3 separate regions of the Sus scrofa genome follow, and regions 1 and 2 are each linked to region 3. The links are chromatin contacts, called in public HiChIP or PLAC-seq maps. All regions are on one chromosome and are shown on one strand. Each heading gives the region's core, a stretch centred on a gene start, on an enhancer-like site or on the middle of the called end of the contact. The rest is flanking DNA. Distances are from core to core; before and after follow the strand shown.

What was found. HiChIP or PLAC-seq counts read pairs in DNA pulled down with a chosen protein or histone mark.
Region 1: a contact with region 3 is called in an H3K27ac HiChIP or PLAC-seq map of alveolar macrophages. The contact joins the promoter of FAM180B here to the promoter of NR1H3 in region 3. A contact is called at or near these places in 1 of 5 promoter capture datasets (fetal liver) and 1 of 2 datasets of contacts at active chromatin or transcription factors (alveolar macrophages).
Region 2: a contact with region 3 is called in an H3K27ac HiChIP or PLAC-seq map of alveolar macrophages. The contact joins the promoter of PTPMT1 here to the promoter of NR1H3 in region 3. A contact is called at or near these places in 1 of 5 promoter capture datasets (fetal skeletal muscle) and 2 of 2 datasets of contacts at active chromatin or transcription factors (alveolar macrophages and skeletal muscle).

The regions. Positions count from the first base shown.
Region 1 is chr2:15,028,281-15,032,236 of Sscrofa11.1, reverse strand. FAM180B (protein FAM180B) reads left to right here and starts at 2,238. Exons shown (of 2, transcript XM_013994332.2): 1 at 2,238-2,738; 2 at 3,777-3,956. The coding sequence starts at 2,600. It overlaps NDUFS3 (NADH:ubiquinone oxidoreductase core subunit S3), which reads left to right. Exons shown (of 7, transcript NM_001243796.1): 7 at 831-1,090. The coding sequence ends at 998.
Region 2 is chr2:15,050,191-15,054,453 of Sscrofa11.1, reverse strand. PTPMT1 (protein tyrosine phosphatase, mitochondrial 1) reads left to right here and starts at 1,639. Exons shown (of 4, transcript NM_001244377.1): 1 at 1,639-2,019; 2 at 2,121-2,201. The coding sequence starts at 1,846.
Region 3 is chr2:15,335,497-15,339,467 of Sscrofa11.1, reverse strand. NR1H3 (nuclear receptor subfamily 1 group H member 3) reads left to right here and starts at 2,683. Exons shown (of 10, transcript NM_001101814.1): 1 at 2,683-2,860. ACP2 (acid phosphatase 2, lysosomal) reads right to left here. Exons shown (of 11, transcript NM_001244740.1): 4 at 3,190-3,342; 5 at 2,983-3,081; 6 at 2,813-2,902; 7 at 2,238-2,370; 8 at 1,376-1,458; 9 at 1,154-1,260; 10 at 856-1,031.

The DNA.
Region 1 (3,956 bases), core at 989-3,488, 310 kb after region 3:
TAGCAAAGTAACTTTTTAGAAATGTTGAGGTAGTGGCAGTCCAGTGTTTCTCTTCAGTTTCCACATTCTCTTGTTTTCTTAGTGTTGGCTTGGTCCCATTCCCATGATTGTCATTACCTTATCCAACTGATCCTCTAATAATGAGAAAAGCCATGCCAGATTTACTGCCTTGCACCTTGGCAGTGATAATGCTAAGGCCACAGTGCCTAAACTTGAACGCTTTTTCTTTTTTTTCTTTTTTTTTGTTTTTGTTTAGGGCCACACTTGGGGCGTATGAAAGTTCCCAGGCTAGGGGTTGAATCGGAGCTGTAGCTGCCAACCTAGACCACAGCTCACGGCAAGGCCAGATCCTTAACCCATTGAGTGAGGCCAGGGATCGAACCTGAATCCTCATGGATACGAGTCGGGTTTGTTACTGCTGAGCCACAACAGGAACTCCTGAACTTGGGTACTTGCTGGGTAAGGTTTACTCTTTTCAGCCACTGACTTGCTCCCAATCCTGGGTAGATCTCACCCTCACTTTATGAGAGTGTACGGATAGGTGAGCAAAGTCAGTTCTGGTGGGAAAGGAGCTCAGAGCTCCTGGTGTGGGGGTGGTGACAGGAAGGCCTGACTGGATGAAGGCATGAGGTAGAGGCCACTTTAGACTGTGGTTGAAATATGACCTGATGGGTAACAGACGAGAATGGAAACTTATAGAAGTCAGGACAGGAGTCAACGACAGAAGAGTAAAGGGGCTGAGGAAGTCACCCAGGGCTTTGGGAACGTGGGCCTTTAATGGTTAGGACAAGGCCTTCCTCAGTGCTCAAGCTTGCCTTTTTCTCTTGCAGTTGCGCTACGATGATGAGGTGAAGCGGGTGGTGGCCGAGCCAGTGGAGTTGGCCCAAGAGTTCCGCAAGTTTGATCTAAACAGCCCGTGGGAGGCTTTCCCTGCCTATCGCCAGCCCCCTGAGGATCTCAAGCTTGAAGCCGGAGACAAGAAACCTGAAACCAAGTAGTTCCAGGGAAGGCATATGTACCCTAGCAAGCGCCTTATCTGTAATTGAGTGTCCCTGTAAATAAAATCCTGCTTAGACACACTACTTCCTAAGTACTTATGAGTAGAAGTGAAGCTTTGAATGGGGCAGGGTGGGGGTGTGTGCAGGCAGGGGTTTTGCCAAGTCCCTTAGACTCTTACAAACTGGGGGTCTTTTTTTTTTTTTTTTTTTTTGTCTTTTTGCCATTTCTTTCTTTTTTTCCTTTGGTCTTTTTGCTATTTCTTGGGCCGCTCCCGCAGCATATGGAGGTTCCCAGGCTAGGGGTCGAATCAGAGCTGTAGCCGCCAGCCTACACCAGAGCCACAGCAACTTGGGATCCGAGCCGAGTCTGCAACCTACACCACAGCTCACGGCAACGCCGGATCGTTAACCCACTGAGCAAGGGCAGGGATCGAACCCGCAACCTCATGGTTCCTGGTCGGATTCGCAAATCACTGTGCCACGACAGGAACTCCCTGGGGGGTCTTATTTTAATGGGACTAAATAGGCAGTTTCAGACGTGGTGACCTGCAGGCCTGATGTACTTCTGAAAGAGATTTCTGAGGCTGAAATTAAACGTTGTCACAGTCCACACGGTTCAGGATGGGTGTGGCATGGCCTCTTCTGAGACTTAGAGGTGTCACAACACCTCCTGGAGAAAGCCCCTTGTCACAGCAGACCTCTGGTGGCAGTTGATGGATCCAGGGACCTAGGTGGCACTAGAGCAGTCCCCTCCCACCCTCATCCTATCCAAACAATCATAGGGTTCCGTGAGCCAACAGTCAGAGCCAGGAATTGCTGCAGCTCATTTTTGAGTCTTGAACCCTGTGTCCTGCTCCCTGCAACTTGACAACCCATCACACTTGCGCCAAGGGAATCTTCCTGGACTCTGGCCTGAACTAAGAATGCTGTAAGCAAGTAAAGAGGGTCCCAGTCTGGGGCAAAACACCATCAGGAGCTGCAGATCTGTCTGCCAGGAAACAGTACTCCCCAGCCCAGCCAGTCTGGGGTCTGTTGAGCCAGTGGCTGAGTGCCTGAGTTGGAAGTGTTTGGCTCTGCCTCTCAATGAGCCGCTCAGCCGGACACCATGCAGTTAGAAGACCAGGCTTTGCAGCTGTTGCTCTTGGCTACTGGGGGGCTCCCTGGAGGATGGGCTGGGCTGGGCTGGGCTGGGCTGGGCTGGGCTGGGCTGGGCTGGGCTGGGCTGGACTGGACTGGGTGTCAGGCTATGTGCAGTTACAGAATGTTTTAGGGGTGAGGACAGATAGTAAGGTAGTGTTACTGCCTAGACTCTTGCCTACCTCTTTGGAGGGCTAAGCCAGTGCTGTTTGCTACCAAACACCTTTTTCCTATTAACTAAGCATCCCGCCCATCTGGGCAGGAATAGGCTTAGGGCCTGACAAGCAGGGAGCCAAGCTCCTACTGCCAACAACCAAAAATTCCACATTTCTATGGGATGGAAAGAGCCCCTGAGAAGCCAGAGCCAGCCCCTCCCTGTTGAGAGCTGAAGACTGACACGCAAAGCAGGGAACGGCTGGAGCAGCCTGTGGTGGAAAGTTGGAGTCCTGGTGTGTCGTAGGCAGATGGAGGAGCAGAGAGCAGCTGGGGAGATTAAGACTCAGAGGACGTGGTGGACCATGGCTGGGACGATGCAGTTCCTGGCTTGGTTAATGATAGCCATTTGCCTCCTCCCTGGGGTGACCACAACCCAGCACCGTGCAGGTACCAGGGCTTTAGGGTGGGGGTGGTTGGGAGCCAAAGATGGCTGCTGGCAGTTAGACTTGGTTCTATCTGAGCCTAGCAGGGCTTAGGAACTGTGGTCATGACGGGTACCAGGCTGCCCTGTGCTGTAGGGGGTGAGGGGTGGGGAGAGGAACTGGTGTGGGCCTGACCCCCAGAACCAGGTGAAGTAAGGGCAGATAGCTCTAGGTGCTCCCCAGGGGCTTTGGTCTTATTCCATTCCAGCTAATGTGCAAACTAGGACCCCTTGACCGGCCCTGGGCTTAGGACAGTCATTCCAAGGGCTAGGCAGCACCCCAGAGAGGGGCGAAGGAAGCTGCGACAGACATCCTGCCTGGCCTGGCCTCCTTGCCCTGTACTCAGTCACTTATTGAGGAGCAAGGAGGGAACAGGTTCTTCTCAAAGGGGTCTTCGACCTTTGGGGAGGGTCACTGGCACTGGTCTAGGTTACGCTGTCCCTAGATGATTAAAGGGAAGGGAAATGGGAAGTAAAGTGTCTTGTGACCCGTTGGCCTGGAGCTCTTGGCCAAGGGAACCATAGAAGTTGAAGGAGGAGTCTTGGATGTTTGCCGAGATGGTATCTGGGTTTGGGGATGATGCATTTGGGATCACAAGACCTACGCTTGGGAGAGTGAATATCAATCTGCATATGTGTTTAGGGGGAGGTGGACATGAGATGGCATTCCTGTTCTTTTGTAGACAGAAGACTCTCTAGGCACCCCTACTAGGCAGCTCAGCGGCATTTCTGGGAGGCTGGGGGGTTCAGGGTGGAGATTGGCAGAAGGCCTGACTCCTCTCTGCTGCCCCAGGGCATCCCATGGACAGCACCAGCGTGGGAGGTGCCCTGCAGGAGCCAGAGGCCCCGGAAGTGATGTTTGAGGTCTTTCCTCCAGCCTGGGACATGGGGTGGGAAGGGGGTGGCTCAAGCTGGGGCTGCTGGGGGAGGGGGGCAACCCAGCATGGGCCTTAACTGCCTGCTTTTGCCCCTGGCCCACTCTTGCTCCCTGCCCTGCTCCCTAGGCCCCAGCCCACCTTTTACATGGCTCCCCTTGCAGCTGCTCTGGGCTGGGCTGGAGCTGGATATCATGGGGAAGCTGTACATCCAGGACGAGGAACTGGCATCCACACGTCCAGGCCGCCGGCTCAGGCGCCTCCTGCAGCACCACGTGCCCAGTGACTTGGAGGGTGCTGAGCAGCGGC
Region 2 (4,263 bases), core at 390-2,889, 280 kb after region 3:
ATTAGACCCCTAGCCTGGGAACCTCCATGTGCCGCGGAAGCGGCCCAAGAAATGACAAAAAGACAAAAAAAAAAAAAAATTTGGAAATAGGGAGTTCCCGTTTTGGCTCAGTGGTTAACCCAATTAGTAACAATGAGAACTCGGGTTTGATCCCTGGCCTGGTTCAGTGGGTTAAGGATCCAGCATTGCTGTGGCTGTGGTGTAGGTTGGCAGCTGCAGCTCCAGTTTGATCCCTAGCCTGGTAACTTCCATTACAGCAGATGGGGCTAGAAAAAGGAAAAAAAAAAAAAAGAAAAAATGACAATGTAGTAATATTGAAAAGACTTATGGCAAAATATTCAGTAAAAAAAAAAAAAAAGCTAAAAATTTTATCGACACTTCCAATTTTTAAAATTTAAAAATTTTTTTAGGGCAGCACCTGTTGCATGTGGAAGTTCAGCTGTTAGCCAACACCACAGCCACAGCAACACTAGACCTTTAACCCAATGAGCTAAGCCAGGATCGAACCTACATCCTCATGGACATTATGCTGGCTTCTTAACCCTGTGAGCCACAGTAGGAACTCCAAACTATACATTTTAAACAGGTGAATTTCATGATATGTGAATTATATCTCAATAAAGCTGTCATAAAAACAAATTTAATGGTACACATGGAAAAGAAAATGGAAGGAAAAAAATGAATGTATTGGAGACAGTAGGATTTGGGGTGATTAGGTTCTAATTTCCTGTATTTCTTTTTTTGGCCATAACAGTGTTCCTGGGCCAGGGATGGAACCTGCACCACAGCAACAACTCAAGCCACTGCAGTGACAACACCAGATTCTTACCTGCTGTGCCACAGGAGAACTCCTACTTTTCTGTATTTTCCAGTTGTTATGAATATATATTGCTTTTATAAGTAGATACACCTTTTAATAAAACCATAAGATGTACGTTTCAGAGTACTATTAAATGTAAATAATCAGCATTATGACTTTCTTGTCTCTAGGTTGTGGGTTTTACATTTATCATAATATTTTTAATACTAACATTTTCATAAATAGTATAGATATCATTTATATTTTTTTCATTATATACACACTGCAGTTTGGTCAGGAGGAGGGAGCCATGGATTCAGGCAGGTGGGGGGTGGCCTGGGAAGGAGCCACATGAACCCAGTTCCCCTGTTTGTTCTGGATCAAGCCCTCTTCACCAAGCCCCTCTACTTAAGAACTCAAAGCCCCTTCCACTCTCCTCTTCAGGGCCCCTGCTACCAGAGTCTCTTTCAGGTGAAGTCTCCCCTTTGGCAGTCACACTCTCACCTGGTATCACGGTTTCCTCCCTTAGGCCAGGGTGGGGGTGGGGGGAGTGGTCACAGGCCCACCCGCCCTCGGCCAGGGCCCCGCCTCCCTTGACCTTAGTCACAGTTCCACACGCAGGGGTCAGAAGCCCCCTCACCTGAAGTCACAGCCCCCTCCCGAGGGAGTGGGGGGGGGAAATCCCTGGCCACAAGCAGGGGTCACAGTTTCATACGCGGTAGATTCACAAACGCGGGCCCAACAAGGGTCCTTCCTCGGCCAGGGTCCCAGTTTCCCGCCCAGGAAGCCTGGGTCCCTCCCCCGAGGCCGGCGGCCCCTCCCCCCGAGCCATGGGGCCGGTCCCAGGGGGCCCAGGCTGTCCCGACGTGTCCCCGGAGTCCTGGCCCAAGGTCTCGGCGCTCGAGGGGCCCGCGCCTGCTGCGAAGCCTACGCGGGAGGCCGCGGAGGACTCTCAGTCCTCGGCCTCGTCGCCCTCCTGGCCCTCCTCGCGGCCGCCCACCGCGGGGGTGGGCAGGTCGTCACTGCGCTGGGCCGGGTGGGGTGGGATGGCGGCCGGCACGTTGCTGGAGGCCGGCCTGGCCCGGGTGCTCTTCTACCCGACGCTGCTGTACACCCTGTTCCGCGGGAAGGTGCCGGGCCGGGCCCACCGCGACTGGTACAACCGCATCGACTCCACGGTGCTGCTGGGCGCGTTGCCGCTGCGGAGCATGACGCGCCGGGTGAGCGGGGCCGGGAAGCAGGGTCGCGCCGGGGCTGGGAGCCCGGCGAGCGCCTCCCGGGCCTCGGCGGCCCTTTCTGAGCCCCCTCTTTGCCTCGGCAGCTGGTTCAGGACGAGAACGTGCGCGGGGTGATCACCATGAATGAGGAGTACGAGACGAGGTTCCTGTGCAACTCCTCAAAGGTGAGGCGCCGGGGCCCGTGGGCGGAGCTGGGGCCGGGCGCCCGCCTGCCTCCCCACTCTGAGCCTGGGAGAGCGGGAGGACGTTGGGGGAGGGGGTGGGTAGATGACCTTGCCTCAGTGACCGGCGATCCCGGCTTTTTTGCCTCCTCTAAACCTAAATGACTGCGGCTACGGGCAGAAACCTCGTGAAATAGAAACTGATGTGAAAGGCATTTATTATTATTTTTTTTGTCTTTTTGCCTTTTCTAGAGCTGCTCCTGCAGCATATGGAGGTTCCCAGGCTAGAGGTCTAATTGGAGCTACAGCTGCGGGCCTGCACCACAGCCACAGCAACGTGGTATTCGAGCCGCATCTGCAACCTACACCACAGGTCGTGGCAATGCCAGATCCTTAACTCACTGAGCAAGGCATGGTTCCTAGTCGGATTCGTTAACCACTGCGCCACGACGGGAACTCCGTGAAAGGCATTTAAATGTAGAGTTGACAAACTCTGATTTCTACTTTGTGCACTGCTTTTTTTTTGTTTTTGTTTTGCTTTTTAGGGCCGCACCCTGGGCATATGGAGGCTCCCAGGCTAGGGGTCCAATCGGAGCTACAAGCTGCCAGCCTACACCACAGCCACAGAAACGCCAGATCCCAGCCGCGTCTGCTGCCTACACCACAGCTCACTGCTAATGCCACTGAGCGAGGCCAGGGATGGAACCCACAACCTCATGGTTCCTAGTCGGATTCGTTTCACCTGCACCAGGACAGGAACTCCACACAAATGTATTCTTAATTTTGGTAACTCAAATCAGTAATGAGATCTGAAAGGCAACTTTTCTATGGCTTGCTTTCATTCACTCAACACTTAAGGAGAACTAAGTATGGATCAGACACTGTTAGATATTCAAGATGAAGGCCCCATAAACTGTAAAATCAAATGCTACCCCCTATCTCCGGTAAATTTACCATGGAACAACCCACTGGAAAGACTGCATTTAGCTTTGATTTGAGCGATTGGGGGTAGGGTGGGGGGCACTGCATGCAGAAGTTCCCAGGCCATCAAACCGAGCCACATCAGTGACCTGAGCCACAGCAATGGCAAACCAGATCCTTAATTGGTGGGCCACCAGGGAAGTCCAATTTGAGGGAATTTTTATTCATATGTTAGAGGTGATAGTGGAACTCCAAAGCATTGTCATAAAATTCAGGCCTAAGACATAATTTTCATTAAATGTGAATGCTTCTTTGTAGAACTCTTTGCAATGATTATTGATGTTGCCCTATCTTTGTAGTGTTTGACTTCTTTTAGCACCCCACAATTATCTTTCTGTACTGATAGAGCCTGATGAACATGCAGTTACTTCAATTTAAATTTTTGAGATCTTAACAATATTTGTGACTCACATTTAAAATGTATTGATCAGGAGTTCCTGTCATGTCTCAGTGGTTAACAAATCTGACTAGGAACCATGAGGTTGAGGGTTCGATCCCTGACCTCGCTCAGTGGGTTGAGGATCCGCTGGTATTGCCGTGAGCTGTGGTGTAGGTTGCAGACACGGCTAGGATCTGGCATTGCTGTGGCTCTGGCGTAGGCCAGCAGCAACAGCTCTGACTGGACCCCTAGCCTGTGAACCTCCATATGCTGCAGGAGCGGCCCTAGAAAAGGCAAAAAGACAAAAAATAAATAAATAAAAATTTAATTAAAAATAAAGTAAAGGAGTTCCCGTCGTGGCGCAGTGGTTAACGAATCCGACTAGGAACCATGAGGTTGCGGGTTCGATCCCTGCCCTTGCTCAGTGGGTTAACGATCCGGCGTTGCCGTGAGCTGTGGTGTAGGCTGCAGATGCGGCTCGGATCCCGCGTTGCTGTGGCTCTGGCGTAGGCCGGTGGCTACAGCTCCGATTCAACCCCTAGCCTGGGAACCTCCATATGCTGCGGGAGCGGCCCAAGAAATAGCAGCAACAACAACAACAACAACAACAACAACAACAACAAAAAAGTAAAATGTATTGATCAGGGAGTTCCCATTATGGCTCAGCAGTTAACAAATAGGACTAGTATCAGTGAGGATGAGGGT
Region 3 (3,971 bases), core at 1,434-3,933:
GACCTCAAGTCTGCAGCTGAGAGAAGAGGTCATGAATTGGAGTCATAAAAAGACAAAACTTAGCATGGAGATGGTGTCTAAAGCCAAGGCCAGGTTAAGCTCACCTTGGGAGTGGGCATTGGTGGGGAAAGGGCCAGGATGAGTCCTGGGCCATTCACTGGTTAGTAGGGAGGGGAAGCCAGTAAAGGAAGCTGCCTTTGAGAAAAGCCTAACCTTTTCTTGGCAGAGAAGCCAACAGAGTATTTAAGGAAGGGGTGACCGATTCTGTAATGCTGTTGAGAGGTGAAAGAAGCTGACTAAGAACTGGTCGCTGGCTTTGGTGAGAGCAGGTCATTGGTCCTTGACAAGAGTGGCTTCTGTGGAGTGGCAGGTGAGTCTGAGAGAATGGGCAGTGAGGACGTGACACCAGAGACCAGGCAACTCTGAAGGATTCCACCCTCGATGGGGAGTGACACAGGGAGTGGCAGCTGAAGGAGGACATGGGCTGAAGAGGTTTTTGTTAGGCTTTGGGATGGGAGTGATCCCATAAAGCAGGAACGCTGAGCACTGGGTTCCAAGTTGAAGTGAGAAGAGAAGGACCTGGCGTGTAAGTGGAAAGGCTGGCCCGAGGTGGCAGCTTATACCCGCAAGAAAGCTGGAAGACCTGGCGGTGGGAGGGTGAGATCTCTGGTGCTCTTGTTTCCTCAGTGGCATAAGGAGGGGCCTCAGTGAGTCCGTCTGGGGCGAGGGGCAGCGAAGGGAACTGTGGGGACCCGCGGTAGCATGGCTGAAGTGCGTCAGCGCTCTCAAGACCTACAGGTATGAGTGGGAAGTTATTCTAGGACATGGCCAGCACGGAGGCAGGCAGCAGCTCACCTGTGTCTGCAGGACCACTTGCCAGCTGGCACTCCTGCTGCCAATCCTTGGGTATGACAGGCTCGGTGAGGCGAAGGAAGTCCTGCAGCGGGCAGCGGTGAGGGCAGCCGGGCAGGATCAGCGGCCAGGGGGCCTTGTCACTCTCATTCCGAAAGTACATCTCCACTGAGAAATTCCTGAAGGTTCATAGGAGACAAGATGGGAGCTGCTCGCTAGGCTGACAGCAGCGCCTCAGGCTGTCCACAGCCATCAGTCACGGGAGCTCCCTGCCTGAGGGCAGAGCAGCAGCTCCACTCACCCATTATCTTCCTGGTACAGTTCAAATATGTGGCAGGCCGCATAGGGAGCTTGTTCACCGTTGTAGACATCCAGTGCCATTTGCAGGGCAACCAGGGTGGTGTCATGCTGTAAGGGAGAAGGGCTCCCCATCAGCACAGCCCCCCACACCCCCAGGCACTGAAGAGGGACGAGACCCAGCTCTTGGCCTGACATCCGCACACCGCGGGCTGTGGGAGCTTACCGCTGAGTAGACCAGCAGCTTGGGGAGCTGGGAGGTGGTTGCCATCAGGGTCAGGTTCTTCCGTATCTGGGCCAGCAGGACTCCTGAAGGACAGAAGTCCCCAGTGTCAGTGGCTATAGCCGTCACCATCTTCTCACCAGACCTATCTGCCGTTCTCTCACCCTCTGCGAGTCCTGGCTCTGATCACCACAGAGAACTCCAGGCTCATGGGAACTACACAGGAACTCTACGGCACCTGCTCTCTAAGAACTTTCACATGTGTAGGAGAAAGCAAGCTCAAGCTAGCTATCTGTGTTTCAACACCGATGCAGAAACCCGCCACTTATTTATAAATGAGTTACGAAGCCCTGCCCATGTTTGAAGAATTACTCCAGGTGGGAATAAATATAAACTCAAGATTGCTTCAGAACACACAAGATGGTGGCTCCAGGCCAGGGGAACTCTGTCATGTGCAGGCTCTGAAAACTGAGATGTCGCAAAGGTTCGTCAGCTGGCACTCCCTTGGGGTGCTCACGTCAGGAAACTGGCCTGTGTATGACTGTCAGCCTCTTTCAAAGTGGGCCCTTGTGGTCATCTGGAGGAAGGGATTCATTGGAGGGGAGGGAGGGCTTTCTGACATGGTGAAACTTAAAAGAATGTGAATGGCAGAAAAGCAGCACACACCCAACCGTGCTCACTCACACAGGACAAACGTGCTAGGCATCTAGACAGCTGGGGACACCGATGACTAAGGGGATGACTAGGGGGGCCTAGTTCTGAAGAGCAGAGAACACTTCAGGTAGCATGTGAGAGGCCCCCAAGAGCGGATTCCTAATGCTGTAGGGATCTGACAGGGGAGTGACATGCTGCTGTTGTCACTCACCCCCCTGCAGCCGGGCCTTCTCTGCCTGCTCGTAGATCCCGAAGAGGAAGCGGAAGCTGAAGTCCTTTAGCCGGCTCAGACGCTGCATGGTTTGGGGTGAGGCCCAGGGAGGCAGGACCAGCCCGTGTGTCTGCTGTATGTGGCAGCGGGCAGGTTAGCTCCTCACCCAGGCCAGAGCCTCTCCCGGGAGCCGTTCTCTTCCTGTGTGTGTGTGGGTGTGTGCAGGGAGAGGAGAGGCAGAGGTTTGCGACCAGGAGACATGGTGGACAGTGATGAGGCCGCAGGGCACAGGAAAGGAGGCTCGGGCACCAAAAGTGTGACTCAGCAGAACGGAGTCAGATACCACGAGAGCTCGGGGTGGAGAGAAGCAGGAACTGCTGACGATCGATAAACTATTTCCCACTCTGAGGTTCTTTTTCACCCATGAGGGAAGTTCCCTTGTTTCACAAGAGGCGGCTTGCCTGGACCTCCCGGGTAGGAATGGGGTCCAGGCACGGTTGCACATGGCCTGGTCACCTAGGCCTGCTGAGGTGTGAGAGGAGGACAGTCATACCGGGGACCCTGAGCCAGCTCACCTCACAGAAGAGTGTGTCATAGACATTCCAGACGGTCTCCAGTGTCAGGTCCGTAAGCCCTGTCTCGTTGGCCACCATTTCCAGAAATTGCTATGAGAAAGGGATCAGGGATCAGTCCTGCCCTGGGGGAAAGGACAATGTGTGGTGACCTCCACCTCGGCCCCACTCACTGCATTCTGAATACTCTCATTCTGATACTCTGGTGTCCGCCGGGTCTCGTTCTGCAGCTGCTCAAAACGGGGACATGGGCCCAACGGGAACTTCAGCAGCTGCAGACCAAAGGGGGAAGCAGAGGCAGAGAAAGAGTCGGGGATCAGCAGCCCAATGGCCAGAGCTGCCCCCCTCACCGCCTCCAGGGAAGGGCTGGCCAGTCTTACTCTGTCCTCGGTAACAGGCACAGTATGGACAGGAATAGGCTGCCAAGAGATGTTTGGATTAAAGCGCTGCATCCCATTAGGGGGGAAGAGTCCAGCCAAGTTGGCCTCAGCACTCATGAGAGTCCGGTCAAAGTCTGTGCTTCGAACATAAACCTGCAGAGATGACAACACGAGTCTCACGAGTGGGTGGGGGAGCTCTGGCCCCTCCATGGGGTCCCAGGGGAGGACCGGTTCTTGGTGGACACCTACCAAATGAAATCCTCCGTGCATCTGGCCCTCTCCCCCCTCTGGCTTTCCCCATCCCTCTTTACAGCCAGGGCCCAAAATGCAGCTGGGGGGTTTGCTGTCCCCAGTCTGTGAAAAACTCCTGTGAGAATGGCTTTAGGTCAGATGCCCCTCCCAGTCCAAAGTGCTTAGTTAACAAGGCTCTTGGGTCCGTCTGTGTGCCTGGTTTTATTACACCACCTGTCACCCTATCTAGGCCCAGGTCCTTGAGGGCAGAAACTATCTCCCCTTTTATAACTGGCTTAGAGACCAGGAGAGGAAATAAGATATGGAACAGAAATAATTATTTGTGAAGAGAGAGGAAGAAGCTGTAAGGAAGGGCAAGATCAGGCAAGAGCTGGCCCTCAAGGAGACAATACAACATCTAGAGACAAAGATCAAGTTTGTATGGCACACCATTATATGCAGTGCTAGCATAGTGCCTGGCCCATAACAGGTACTCCAAAAATGTCTTGAAAGCTTGAGCTATTTCAGAGTCAGAAACTACTTTGCTAGAC